Regions from separate parts of the Rattus norvegicus genome. Here region 1 is linked to region 2. A link is a contact called in public Hi-C data. All regions are on one chromosome and are shown on one strand. Each heading gives the region's core, a stretch centred on a gene start, on an enhancer-like site or on the middle of the called end of the contact. The rest is flanking DNA. Distances are from core to core; before and after follow the strand shown.

Region 1 (5,945 bases), core at 3,119-5,618, 80 kb before region 2:
CTAGAACAGGGTTAGAACAGTCAGGACACCTGAGTGAGAGGACTGCAAATGGTTGTGAAAATAATATCATTGTCATTTGTACTTTGCAGACAGCTGTGCCTTCTTTATGGGCATCTGTGGGACGTTTATAGACGTTGAGGCTGCCTCGGACCACATAGAAAATGCCACAGACTTTCAGAGGCAGAAACGACACAGACGAAGAAGCATGCTAACCACAGTGAATAAAATTACGCTTTGTTCAAAGGCAGCATCTGTCCATAGAGCCCTGGTTATGAGACAAGGAGGAAGGCAAACAAACACGGGCATTCACTCTGGGAGATTAATAGAGGGAGACAACTCGGGAGGAAGGAAGTGATTCTTAAAAAAGAAAACCGAGGGCAAAAATAGAGTAAAACCGGATTCGAAAAAACACATCTAAGAGCCTGTTCTTTGAAAGAAAAAGTGAACCAGAATGGCAAGCATCTGGCAGTAGTTTCCAGAGAAAAAATGAGAAAACACAGTATACAAGATAGGGACTGAGAGCAGAGAGAGCAGAAGATTAGTAATTGGGTAAACACCCCATAGTACACACGGCCAAACTTACAGAAATGGGTTGTTTGCTCTCAAGATAGAGGATTAGGGAATGGAGGTTTTTTTCCCCAAAAGTCACCACCTTACTGAGGTGTAAGCCTGTGGCCTCTCATAAACCAGAGCAACATGAGACCAGTGGAGTGCCGTGCCCCAGAGAGGCCAGGCCTGGCGTTTGGAGGCTTTTGCCCCTTTTCTGCTTGTGTACTGTGCAGCAGCACTGGAAGGGAAGAAGTTACTGGAAGCCTCTTCTGATGCTTACAAAAACCCAGCACAGCTCTGAGCCCTGAGCCTGACAGAAAAGGGAGTGACAGGCTATGAAAAGGCTTATTAAAATTCCAAACAAAATACTAGCGATTTCAGACCAAGGCTGTATGAAAAAGACAATAGCTCACGTTCAAGTGAAATTAGTCAAGGGAGACAAGGGTATTTTAATATATCCCTTTAAGAGATTAAAAGGAGACCCAAGACCTCAGCTAAAGAAGATGCCCATAAGAAGGCATCAAAACAAAAACAAGCTTCCTCCTGGCTTCATAGCTTGGATCGAAAAGCCAATTCTCTAATATTCGCCATCCTATAAACATCCTCAACCTTCGGACTACATCACACCAACCTCAGAGTTAGCTGGATGATTATTTAAAATGCAGGTGTAGATTGGTCCATTGTCTGGATCCAGTAAGACAGCGTGGGAAGTACCCAGTTCAGTACCTCAAACCATAGCATCTATTCTTGATGTCCGCCTACAGACTTAAGAAGAGGGTCCTCACAGATGGACTCGCAGATGGTCAAGGACTGAGCTGGCTGTCTGTGAGGTGACATTCCCATGGTTCTGCTCCACTCCCCTCCTTCTGTATCTGAGGGCACCTCTACCTGGGCATCTTCTTATGGGGATGTTAATAAGCACCAGACACAAATCCATTCTTGAGCTTGCTGGTGTTTTGGTGTCTATATCCCATTGTCTGAGAGAGCCAAAGTTTAGCCCCATGTTGAGGGAGCGGTGAATTTCAACTAGTAGACCATCTTCCTCAGACACTCATGTCCACAGATGAGAAACAAGGTGTCCAAACCTTCCCCCAGTTAATCCTTTAATTAAATCTTTACTTAGGAAATAGAAGTTGGGGCAATGGAGGGCATTCTGTATGGGCCATGGGAAGAGGTGGCCCATGCTGGTCAGAGAGAGACTTAGACAGTGAACTTGGGGATTCTAGACACCGGGAAATGGACAAGCAAGCATAGCCTCCATTGTCAAGGGGTTGCAGGTGTTAAGGGCCAGGAAGCTAGAGCATGAGCTATGAAGCTGCATGACATCATCACACATTGGAAATGTTTTAGTGCACTAACAGTATATAGCATTAGAGGTGATCAATGTGTTGGGAAGGCCACTTATATCTTTCTGTAGTAGATCAGCCTTGAATATGACCTTGAACAAAAGAGACAGAGAAGACACAGTTCCACCAATGAAGACACAAAGCCTGAGGAAGTCACCTCTAATCCCCAAGTGGACCTTTCTAATTCAGACAAGAAATTGTGAAGTCACCCTAGTCGAAAATAGCTTAGGGACACCTAAAGCCCACAGGTAAAAGGTAGACACAGATTCCCCAGAAGAACCCAGGGAAGTCATGTGGGTAGCATTTACATGCATCTGTGTTACCCACATTATCTGCCTACCATCTTTCTGTCCGTCTATCTCTGTTATCTAGAACTTTGAATGTAATTATGCAGGTCTGTATCCGTACGCTGTCTACACACTCGCTTACTGTCCATATGCATGCCAGTCCTCATCAATGTGTTCATTATAATGGCTGAAAATAAAGGTGTCAATTGGGAGAGCATTCAGTCTTAAAGACCAAGTCTTGTGGAATTCAAGTGGCTAGGTGAATACCAGTTAAGCCCAATGATAGTCCAGGCATGTGTGGAACCAAGAGCACCACTCTGTAGTGAAGGGTTACAGCTGAGCCTAGCCTAGTACTACTGTTGAATTCTTACAGAGTTAGCAGTGCCAACAAGACCAGTTATATTCTGAGGCTCGTTTGTCTTGTACCATTTGTATGGACAGTTTCCTGTCGTAGCATTGAGAAGCCCAGGAGAAATCTGAGAAATGTGGGTTAAGAACATCCGAGTTAGACAGTATTTCCGTGAAAAACAGGAGCAGTAGGTTACAGTATGGGCATATGGGTGGGTGAGTGCCATGCATGGATGGATGGATAGATGGGTGGATGGATGGGAGGATGGATGGATGAGTGGGTGGGTGGGTGGGTGGATGGATGGATGGATGATTGAATGGGTAGATGGGTGGGTGGATGGATGGATGGACAGGTGGGTGGACGGAGGGATGGGTGGGTGGGTGAATGGATGGATGGATGAGTGGGTGGGTGGATGGATGGATGAATGGACAGGTGGGTGGACGGGGGGATGGGTGGGTGGGTGAATGGATGGATGGATGAGTGGGTGGGTGGGTGGATGGATGGATGGATGGATGGATGGATGGATGGATGGATGGATGGACAGGTGGGTGGACGGGGGGATGGGTGGATGGATGAGTGGGTGGGTGGGTGGATGGATGGATGGATGGATGGATGGATGGATGGACAGGTGGGTGGACGGGGGGATGGGTGGATGGATGAGTGGGTGGGTGAGTGCCATGCATGGATGGATGGATGGACAGTTGGATGGATGGGAGGAAGGGTGGGGGGACGGATGGATGAATGAGTGGGTGGATGGATGGATGGATGGTAAATGTATAGATGGAGGGATGGGTAGAAGGATGGATGGATGGACAGTTGGATGGATGGACAGATGGATGGATGGGCAGGTGATGGATAATCGATAACAAATAAGGGACAGATTATAGATAATAGATAATGATGATAGAAAGATGATAAATGAGAGATGAGAGATGGAATTGATAGATAAATGATAGATAATAAATAGATTGATTGATTTATGACAGATAGACATGATTGATATATAGATAATAGGTAGATTGATGATAGATGTGACTGATAGGCAGATAATAGATAATAGGTAGGTAATGGATAGATGATTGGTAGAAGATAGATAGATGATGATAGAAAGATAGACAGACAGGTAGACAGATAGGAGAGATTATGGAGGCAAAGAGATGGAAGAGGGTGTCTATGAGTCAGTCTGAAGCCAGTGTTCTTCCCACTCAAGAATCCTCACTGCTAATGCCAAACCTTCTGGTCATCAGATGAACTTCTCTGTGTGACAGAGGGTCCTCTGCTCTACTCACTGATGCTATGGTGTTGATTATGAATGGTCACCACATCACAGCAGTGTCTACTCCACCACTCAGGGATGGTGATTGACAAGACCGCAGCGCGCACACACACACTGAAACAGCTCAGAATCACATGAGCTTTGAACCTAGGCAGACTGGGGCGACTCTGCTAAGCAGGCTGGGCCAGGGATAGCCTTCCACCTCACTTTCCTCCTCTGTAGCATGGGAAGAATAAAAATACCACTAAGAACAGGTGCTGAAGGAGTTAAGTGTGTACTCAGAGACCACAGGGTTTTGTTACCACCCCTTTGAGCATAGGAGGTGGCAAAGCAAAGAAAATGGGGTGAGGCTGAGAGTCGGGAGAGGGCTCTGAGAGTCAGAACAGAGTTCTGGGGGATGACCCCTTTTTTAAAAGCAAGGGGCCCTGGGCTGGAGGATGAGACTATCATAGAGATGTCCCTCTGGGACCTGTCCTAGTTTGACACAATTCCACAGACTACAAGCACCCGATTAGGATCAGGAATAGCCACCTCTGCCTGTTTGCTAAGGACAGCACCTCCCCTGGGTGTGCTGTCCATCCTCACAAACAGTACTGAGGTCATGATCTCCTTCCAGCACACTGCCGACACTAAAGGGTGCCATTCAAATCCCTTCCTTTCTAGGAACAAGCTAATGACTTGAAGCAGGGTTTTCCCAAGCTCACGAGCTGGTCCTGTTCTGCTGCCACCCCAGCTGATATGCCTCCAGCAGAATCCACGGAGCAGAGAAACAATAAAACCCAGTGCTTTTACTCCTGAGAGTAAATCACGAGGCACGGAACAGGTACAAATGTCCCCGTGACCTACAGCTCTGACGTGCGTGTGGCTGAGGTCACGGCTGACTGGTTGCCAGAGGTTCCTGGGTGACTGCAGAGATCCTGTATCATTGCTTCGCTGTTATGTAAGGGCCTTGACTTGAAGGGCTGCCTGTGCTCTTGTGAGGACAGTCGCTGTCCTCCCGCACCAGCACTGGGTCACAAGACACAGACCTCCGTGTGTCAGTTTCACATGAGGTCATCTACCAATTTGACCCATGACAGAAATGAAATCTGGCTTTCCTGGAGGACCTCATTTGTTACCCTACCGTTAGCTCTCTGGCTGTTTCATTTGATTACAGGGTAACTGAACTCCTAATAATATCACCAACCAACCACATAAAAAGGGCAGCCATGTGTCTACGGGGCAGCTCAGGGCCTCATGGTTCCCTCCTCTTCTTGTTAGTTGAAAATAATTCTTGAAGGGGTGGAAAAAAAACATTTCAAAAAGAACTTTTCTTTTCCCAGAGATTTGAAGCAGGATGTTATTATGCGTCCTCTATTACATTAGGAGACTTTATTAAAACCATCTTTCTCTAGCCTTTTAAATCTGAGGCATATAGCACAGTTGGCAAGCATACAAATACCTCCATAATGACGAACAGAAATATATACGTGTTTGTAACAGGCACACTATTGTTCTTCTAAAATATGACCCTTTTTCTATACGTTTTTTCCTTCTGGCATCATGGGAAAATAAGCCTTAGATCATTTGGAGATTTATCACCAAACACTTGGAATTCACGGAGCGAAATTGAGACACGGGTTCCCTTTCAGCTTCTAGCCTTCGGTTGTTTGGTTCACGTTGCTTAATTGAAGCCCACATTTGCCAGCCAGGTGCTCCAAAGGGACTGAAATCACTGAATTTACCAAGTGTGATTTCATACTGCATAATGTGCTTTGATGGGCTCTCGTGGGTGCTACAGAAAGCCAGGCAAGCAATAGGCTCCCTGATCTCACAGAAAGTTATATATATTTTCCCACAGCCTTGATCATTTACTGTGCTTTTGATGAGTTCCCGGTGTGCTAAGCACCCGCCTGGTGTAAGTGTATCAGCTATCTGTTGCCTCAGCAATGCTGAGGAACAAACAGGAACGGTCAGTTAAACAAAGCGTTCACTGGATCTCCACCTCTGGGTCTCTGCTGATCTGAGTTCTTGCGAAGCAGTGCAGACCGTCTAGCTGGCTCTTCAGGCCTAGCTGGACTTCCTTGCAAATGAGGGTTTTCAAGGTGATGGCTTGCCTCTGGTGACCTCAGAGAAGAGGACTGAGGTTCAACTCTGCT
Region 2 (6,294 bases), core at 3,717-6,216:
CAGGGACCAATGCTCCTATCTGGGTGCTGATAGTAGAGATAACAGATGAGATGGGGGAGTTGTTCTAGGAAAGACCATGGGCACTATAGAATGTAGTGATCTCCATTTTCTCTCACTGACACCAACTACATCTGAGCCAGGACAACAATGTCAGGGTATAAGTACATAGTCAGGACCTGAAACTGAACTATCTCTCTCCCTCTCCCTCTCCCTCTCCCTCTCCCTCTCCCTCTCCCTCTCCCTCTCCCTCTCCCTCTCCCTCTCCCTCTCCCTCTCCCTCTTCCCTCTCCCTCTCCCTCTCCCCTCTCCCTCTCCTTCTCCCTCTTCCCTCTCCCTTTCTCCCCTCTCCCCTCTCCCCTCTCCCCTCTCTCTTCTCTCTCCCTCTCCCTCTCCCCTGTCCTTCTCCCTCTCTCCCTCTCCCCTCTTCCCTCTCCCCTCTCACCTCTCCCCTCTCCCCTCTCCCCTCTCCCCTCTCCCTCTCTCCCTCTCTCCCCCTCCCTCTCTCCCTCTGTCTCTCTCCCTCCCCCCTCCCTCCCTCTCCTTAGCCATACCACATTTTAATCTCTCTATTTTATCCGCCGACCCTGTGCCACCCTCATCCACTGGTCACCAAGATGACTGCAATCCTGATTGGCCAGCGGTACTCTCCTGTCTGCCAGTATCAATGGTGGCTTGTCCTGGCAGCTCCAAATGGCACCGGCGCAGACAGGTCCACGGAATGCAAAGTTCGTCTAAGGCGAAGTTCGGTGCTGAGATTAACCTATTTAGTGTAGAAATAGATGTTCCGTTACGAGGTCCACTTGACGTCTCCAGGCACCATGGAATCCTATTTTCAGTCTCCACAGAAGGCAGACGTGAGGAGATGAGCTGTCACAGCCTGCCTGCTAGGAACAATCGTAAGTACTGCATAAAGGCAGGGTGCAGGCTCTCTCTACAGAACCGGTTGTCCCATCTTTTCACAGGGTGGTCATCAGTCGTCACCCTGTGAGATGGCTCAGTGGGCAAACGCATCTGATACCAGGTCCAAGGACCAGAGTTTAATCATTGGGATTTACATGGCGGAAGGAAAGAAAAAAAAAAAAACAGTCCCCTAAAGCCATCCTCTGACCTCCACATGCATGTCATGGCATGTATGTGCGCACACACACACACACACACACACACACACACACACACACACACGAACACATGCACACAGAGGCACACACTTTACATATACAATAGTAATAAATTAAATATTTTTTATTTATTAACACTCTGGAGTATTTTTCACCTTGTGAGAGCAGTCTCCCCTACCTGTGAGCAGGCTCCGTTCCGTACACTGCTTTACCGTTTGTCTTTTCCTTGTTCAGTGAAGCTCAGCCCTCTCTGCAGGGTAGGACACACATTGACCCATTTTCTCTTTTTGACTTGGAGAACAGGGACTCCTTCTGTGCGTGAGTCTCTGTGCATGGTTCAGGTAACCGTTGCTCTGTGGGTAGACCTGTTCCTCCATGTTCTATGAACTTATGACCAGACCTTTGTATACTACTGTGTCCTGGAAAAAAAGCCGGGTAATGCTCAAGTGAGACACGTACTTTCACACGATGTGTTGTGTGCAGACCCCCAGGGGAACATCTTGCTTAAAGCTGATACAGATATCTGGGTCTCTCCCAGACTGCTGACTCAGTGGGTCCACGCTGGGCCTCCATTTATCTCTGACCAGATGCTGCTGCTGCTGGTGGCCAGGCTGCCACATTTGGGGAATACTTCAGCCAGACTGTAGCAATGCCTTCAGGGAGCAGGAAACAGCCTGACCTCTGGAGCTGCAAGGAACTGGGGTTCATGGGTCAAGTCCCCAGGCCCACTCTTGCTAGGGAAACAGGAATAGGAGCTCCTGAACACAGGATGCCCAGACCATCACCCACTGGAAACCTCCCTGAAGTTGGTGACCCTTATTTGTCCTTCTCAGAGTGTGAACCAGTGCCTCAGAGGGTGACCAGGTGCCTCAGAGGGTGACCAGATGCCTCAGAGCCTCCCATGCCCTTTCAGCATGCCCTACATCCCTGGGTCCCGACCATCTTTTTAACAGTGCCTAAGACATGACAGTTGCTACCACCCCCAAAGTCTCAGCCCCCCAGTACATATTGTTTTAAATTAATCTTGCCCAATGAGATGAAAATGATATGAATGGGAAGTCCACACAGAGGACCCTTGAGCCCCCAGAACTTGGGACCTTGATATCGCTCAGGCCTGTGTGATTAGCCCCTGCTGTCATCTGGGGTATCTCTGTTCTTTGATGTGACATTTTAAACTACAGGACAGGATCCCCAGGGTAGAAAGTGTATGCAATATTGTCTGCCACCCTCTCGGGACAAGGGGCAGGAAGGATACAGAATACCATCCACTCTCCTCAAGACACAGCCTGTGTGGCATTTATTCTCAGGACACCAGCCAAGAGTGGCTGGCAGTAACTGGTGCAAAGTAACCGTGTGTAGAAGAGTCTCCCTCATGTGACATAAGAGGCAGAGGTATGAGTCATCTGAGCTCAAGGCCCATATTCAGCTTGGGGACACTCTCTGCTCCTTTTTTAAGACCTAACCTTTCAGTCCTTGAGGTTCTGTACTTGGTCTCTTCATTTAGCAAGTAGTATATCCAGTATGTCACACAGCTGCACAAATCTCCAGGGACTGTGGCACATGGGGTCTCCTTTATCCTGGAAAATAGACATGTCAACTGTTTCTCCAGAACAAGCGAGTCTTGGAACAAGTCTTGTTAGCTAACAGTAGGCTCTCACTCCAGGAGTTTTTCTCACGAGCTGGAGCCTCATGGTCATGACCATAGTTCAGAGGTGTAGGAATGAGGTTCGAAACCAGCTTTGGTGGCTTCTCTGAGGGCTTTGAAAAAGTCCCAGGAACCCAGGCCTTTCTGCTGCTTGTCCGCACGGTCTTGCATTCTGCAAGGCTGTGGATGTGTAGGGCCCAGTAAGGAGCAGCCAGGATTCTTACCTTGCTGTGTGTTGAGCAGCATGGCGAGAGTCTGTGAGGACCTGTGGTGGGTACTGAGCTGGATGCCGATACAGAAGACAGGTCCTCCTCAGGTTCAAGGGGACAGATGGCAGGTCTATGGCAGGGAGAGCCTGTTTGCTAATGTGGTGAGGGTGGTGGGTGACAGAGCTGGGATTCTTGACTCACTCTGTCTTAGGAGCTGCTTTAAACTTCTGGGACAGTTTATCAATTCCCTGTTAGCTCCTCTCTTTCCTTCCCCATGCACAGAGGTGACATGGGGCACTAAGAATTGGCATTTCATGTTTTCATCAGTCAAGGACTTACTGCTTTGTCACAAGGTTTGGGGACCCTTCTCCTCTCCTCACAAGTATTCCCAGAAGCAACAGGGCCCACAGATGAAGGCAGTGACGATGCCACACTCCCTGTGAAGTGATTATTCAGGGGAGAGAAGTGAAGGCTGGAGGGGACAGGTGGCAGTTTTGCTCACGGCCCCCAGGCTGTGGCAGGGTGAGCTCCAGGGGTCTAACTGCAGGTAGAGCTGGGATTTTTCTGGGTTCTCTTTTGTGTTTGGGAGAGCCCTTCAGCATGAGCAGTGAAAGAGTGTACCCCAAAAGCACATGCTGATGCTGGGGGGCTGGCTTTTACATTTCAGTCCAAGGAGCCTAATGGGGTTGCTGACCTCATCCTTGAGACTTGAAGGCCATAGGCCAGCCAGAAGGCCTCCGAGGTTAGGCCAGGTCTAGGCCCAGGAACCAGGAAAGATTTGACAAGAGGAGAGAGAGCTTCCTGGTGGAACTACAGAACCAACAGTAGAACAACCAGTCTGCGAGAGAATGGTGCGTCCTACCCAAACCCATCTTCAGAGTCTTGCTATAATCTAGAAGAAATACCGAGTCTGTGGGCTTGAGTCTGAGTTGATCTTAAGGTAGGGCTCACGGGCCTGAGCAGCAGATGGAGCAGAGGCAAGGACTCCCCCCGGACTGCACTTCCAATGAGCTTGGGACCAGCAGTGGATGGTGGGAGGATAGCTCAGCCTGAGGTTTACGTCTTCACAGCTATCGTTTACTCAGAGAAAATTGAACGGTATTTAGTAACAGACTTCGGGAGCACAAAAACCTCTCAGCCTCACAAAGGAAGCCCTGCTAGGTGAATTACACCACCAAAATGGCGTGTTCAAGTCCTACCCCAGAAGCCTATGGACAGCAGCTTAGCCGGCTCCTCACAGGGACTCCCGTTTCTGCAGCTATGACAACTTAGAACAAGACAAGATTTTGAGGGCCTAGCCAGAGCCAGGATCCATGTAAAGAGAGGGTGGTGTGGGCACACAAACGGAAAGAGTAACATGGATCACGGGGCTAGGACTGGAGTGCCACAACTGGATCCAAAACTGCTAGAAGCAGGAGAGACCTTCCTACGAGCTGCGGGATCACTCAGCCTGCACACATCAACATGCAGAACTAGAAGGGAAGAGACTCCGGTGGTTCTGAGCCCTGAGGACTCTGAGACGGTGAATATATAACCTTCACTTTCTGGGTGAGCGCAGTGAGATCAGAACTGGACACTCGGGGTTGGGGATTTAGCTCAATGGTAGAGCGCTTGCCTAGCAAGCACAAGGCCCTGGGTTCGGTCCCCAGCTCCGAAAAAAAGAACAACAACAAAAAAAAAAGAACTGGACACTCAGCAGGGAGGTGGGAAGCGGCCAGAGGCCAAGCCTCACTCTGTCCGGCTTCCCAGAGATTCCGCTCACATGCCCCTCTTTGAGGTCCTCTACGCCCTGCGATGGGAATCACTTCTGCAGGACCCGCCCACAGACCTCCAAGGAGCAGCTGGGAGAAGAGGCACCGGAGGCTCCCAGGCTGCTGAGCCTTCGGTCACATGCTGCTGGCAGCCGCGGGCTCACGTGGGTGCCAAGTGCTCCATTGAGCCGTTGGCATGCCTGGCATCCTGGTTGCTCTCTGTGGACGCGGGTGAGTCACAGAGAGAGCGTCATTAACTGCTCGCGTCAGGGCCACACCAAGGCATCAGACCCAGGACACAGGAGCCCCTAATATAGACACATGCAAGTAGTTCTTGTCAGCAGCTCAAGCCCGGGGATCACCCTGGGAAGTCATGTGCGCTCCCTTGTCACCCACCCAGTGTGCCAAGGTGTCCTTTACAGGACACCACAGAAACCAAAACTGGCGCTGTGGCAGGGAGCCCAGGGCTGTCCTTTCCTACAACTGTAGCCAAAGAACACGGGTGGGGGTGAAGAGGCAGAGGCAGGGACTGGCACTGAGGGGTGGGGGATGTGGGAGCTGGTGCTCGTGTGTGTGTGTGTGTGTGTGTGTGTGTGTGTGTGTGTGTGTGTGTGCGCGCGCGCGCGCGCGCGCGCGCGTGTTTATGGGTGGATCCAGGTAATGGCTGCTCGACAGGAACCACAAGGAAAGCAGGAATGGGCCAACCAGGAGATGACCTGACCTTTCTGTTCAGGTTCAGGGCTGGTACCCTGGGAAAGGAGAGTGTCTCAGGCTGAGCCACTTTGTGTGGAGTGTGCTGCCCCCTAGGGGACAAACAGCCAGGGCGCTTAGGAACTAGAAATGAACCCCAGTTGCCCTTGGGTGATTTGAGGCTCTAGGCTTCAACCAGGAAGGGTAAATGGGGTGCGGTGCAGAGGATGCAGTTCTGTGGGGAGATTGGGGTACAGCAGTAGCATGTAGGGTACAGGAAAAGGGGATGGGGTGTAAGGACAGAAAGAGCACAGGAAGGGGAATGGGGTGCGGGAGGAAGGATCGGGTGCATAGAGGATGGGGTTCAGGGAGGATGAAGGACAGGGAGATTATGCAATGGGGAGATTATGGGATGCTGGGGATAACTGGGTTCAGTGGACGATGGGGTACAAGGAAGAGGATGGGGTGCGGGCTGGAGGCAGTTTCTGGGCCGCGATGGAAAGAGGCAATAGTACCTTGACTCTGCCCACAATAGATGACCTTTTGTGCCGTCCAACCCAAACTACCACTGACTGGACCCTGTAACTCTAGGTGCTTTGTGGCTCTGCATGCTAAAGAGACTTGGGTGGTCTGACCCCTGATCTCTGTGAACTTCATGGGAGATGGGGGATGGATTTACCTGTTCTGCATCATAAGTGGTCTTGAAAAACAGAACACTTGTCACATTGAAGGTAAATTTCCTTTTGTGGCATTTCCTCAAGTGGTAAGGCTATAACTACTGGGTCAGGTGTGGCTCTTGACCTGCCAAGAAGAGCAGCCACTCTGGGGCTGCCAGGGGCTAAGAAATAGCTTTTCCATCAGGGCTCCCAGAAGGAATCGTC

Evidence for each region. A called contact is a pair of places that touch in the nucleus more often than the background predicts.
Region 1: a contact with region 2 is called in a Hi-C map of liver, with 13 times the contacts expected there. The contact joins two enhancer-like sites. A contact is called at or near these places in 5 of 12 Hi-C or Micro-C datasets (frontal cortex, hepatocytes, kidney and 2 more).

Annotation. Positions count from the first base shown.
Region 1 is chr16:85,100,809-85,106,753 of GRCr8, reverse strand. It overlaps LOC134482422 (a long non-coding RNA gene), which reads left to right. Exons shown (of 3, transcript XR_010058503.1): 3 at 90-244. Among named protein-coding and RNA genes, the nearest start is that of Irs2, 87 kb to the left of the region's middle. Within about 2 kb of position 4,368, at least 8 of the 93 cell types and tissues checked have an H3K27ac peak or open chromatin away from gene starts, as enhancers often do. A contact at or near this core is called in hepatocytes, kidney and liver, where this site is marked.
Region 2 is chr16:85,021,018-85,027,311 of GRCr8, reverse strand. No RefSeq gene overlaps it. Among named protein-coding and RNA genes, the nearest start is that of Col4a1, 140 kb to the right of the region's middle. Within about 2 kb of position 4,966, at least 40 of the 93 cell types and tissues checked have an H3K27ac peak or open chromatin away from gene starts, as enhancers often do. A contact at or near this core is called in hepatocytes, kidney and liver, where this site is marked.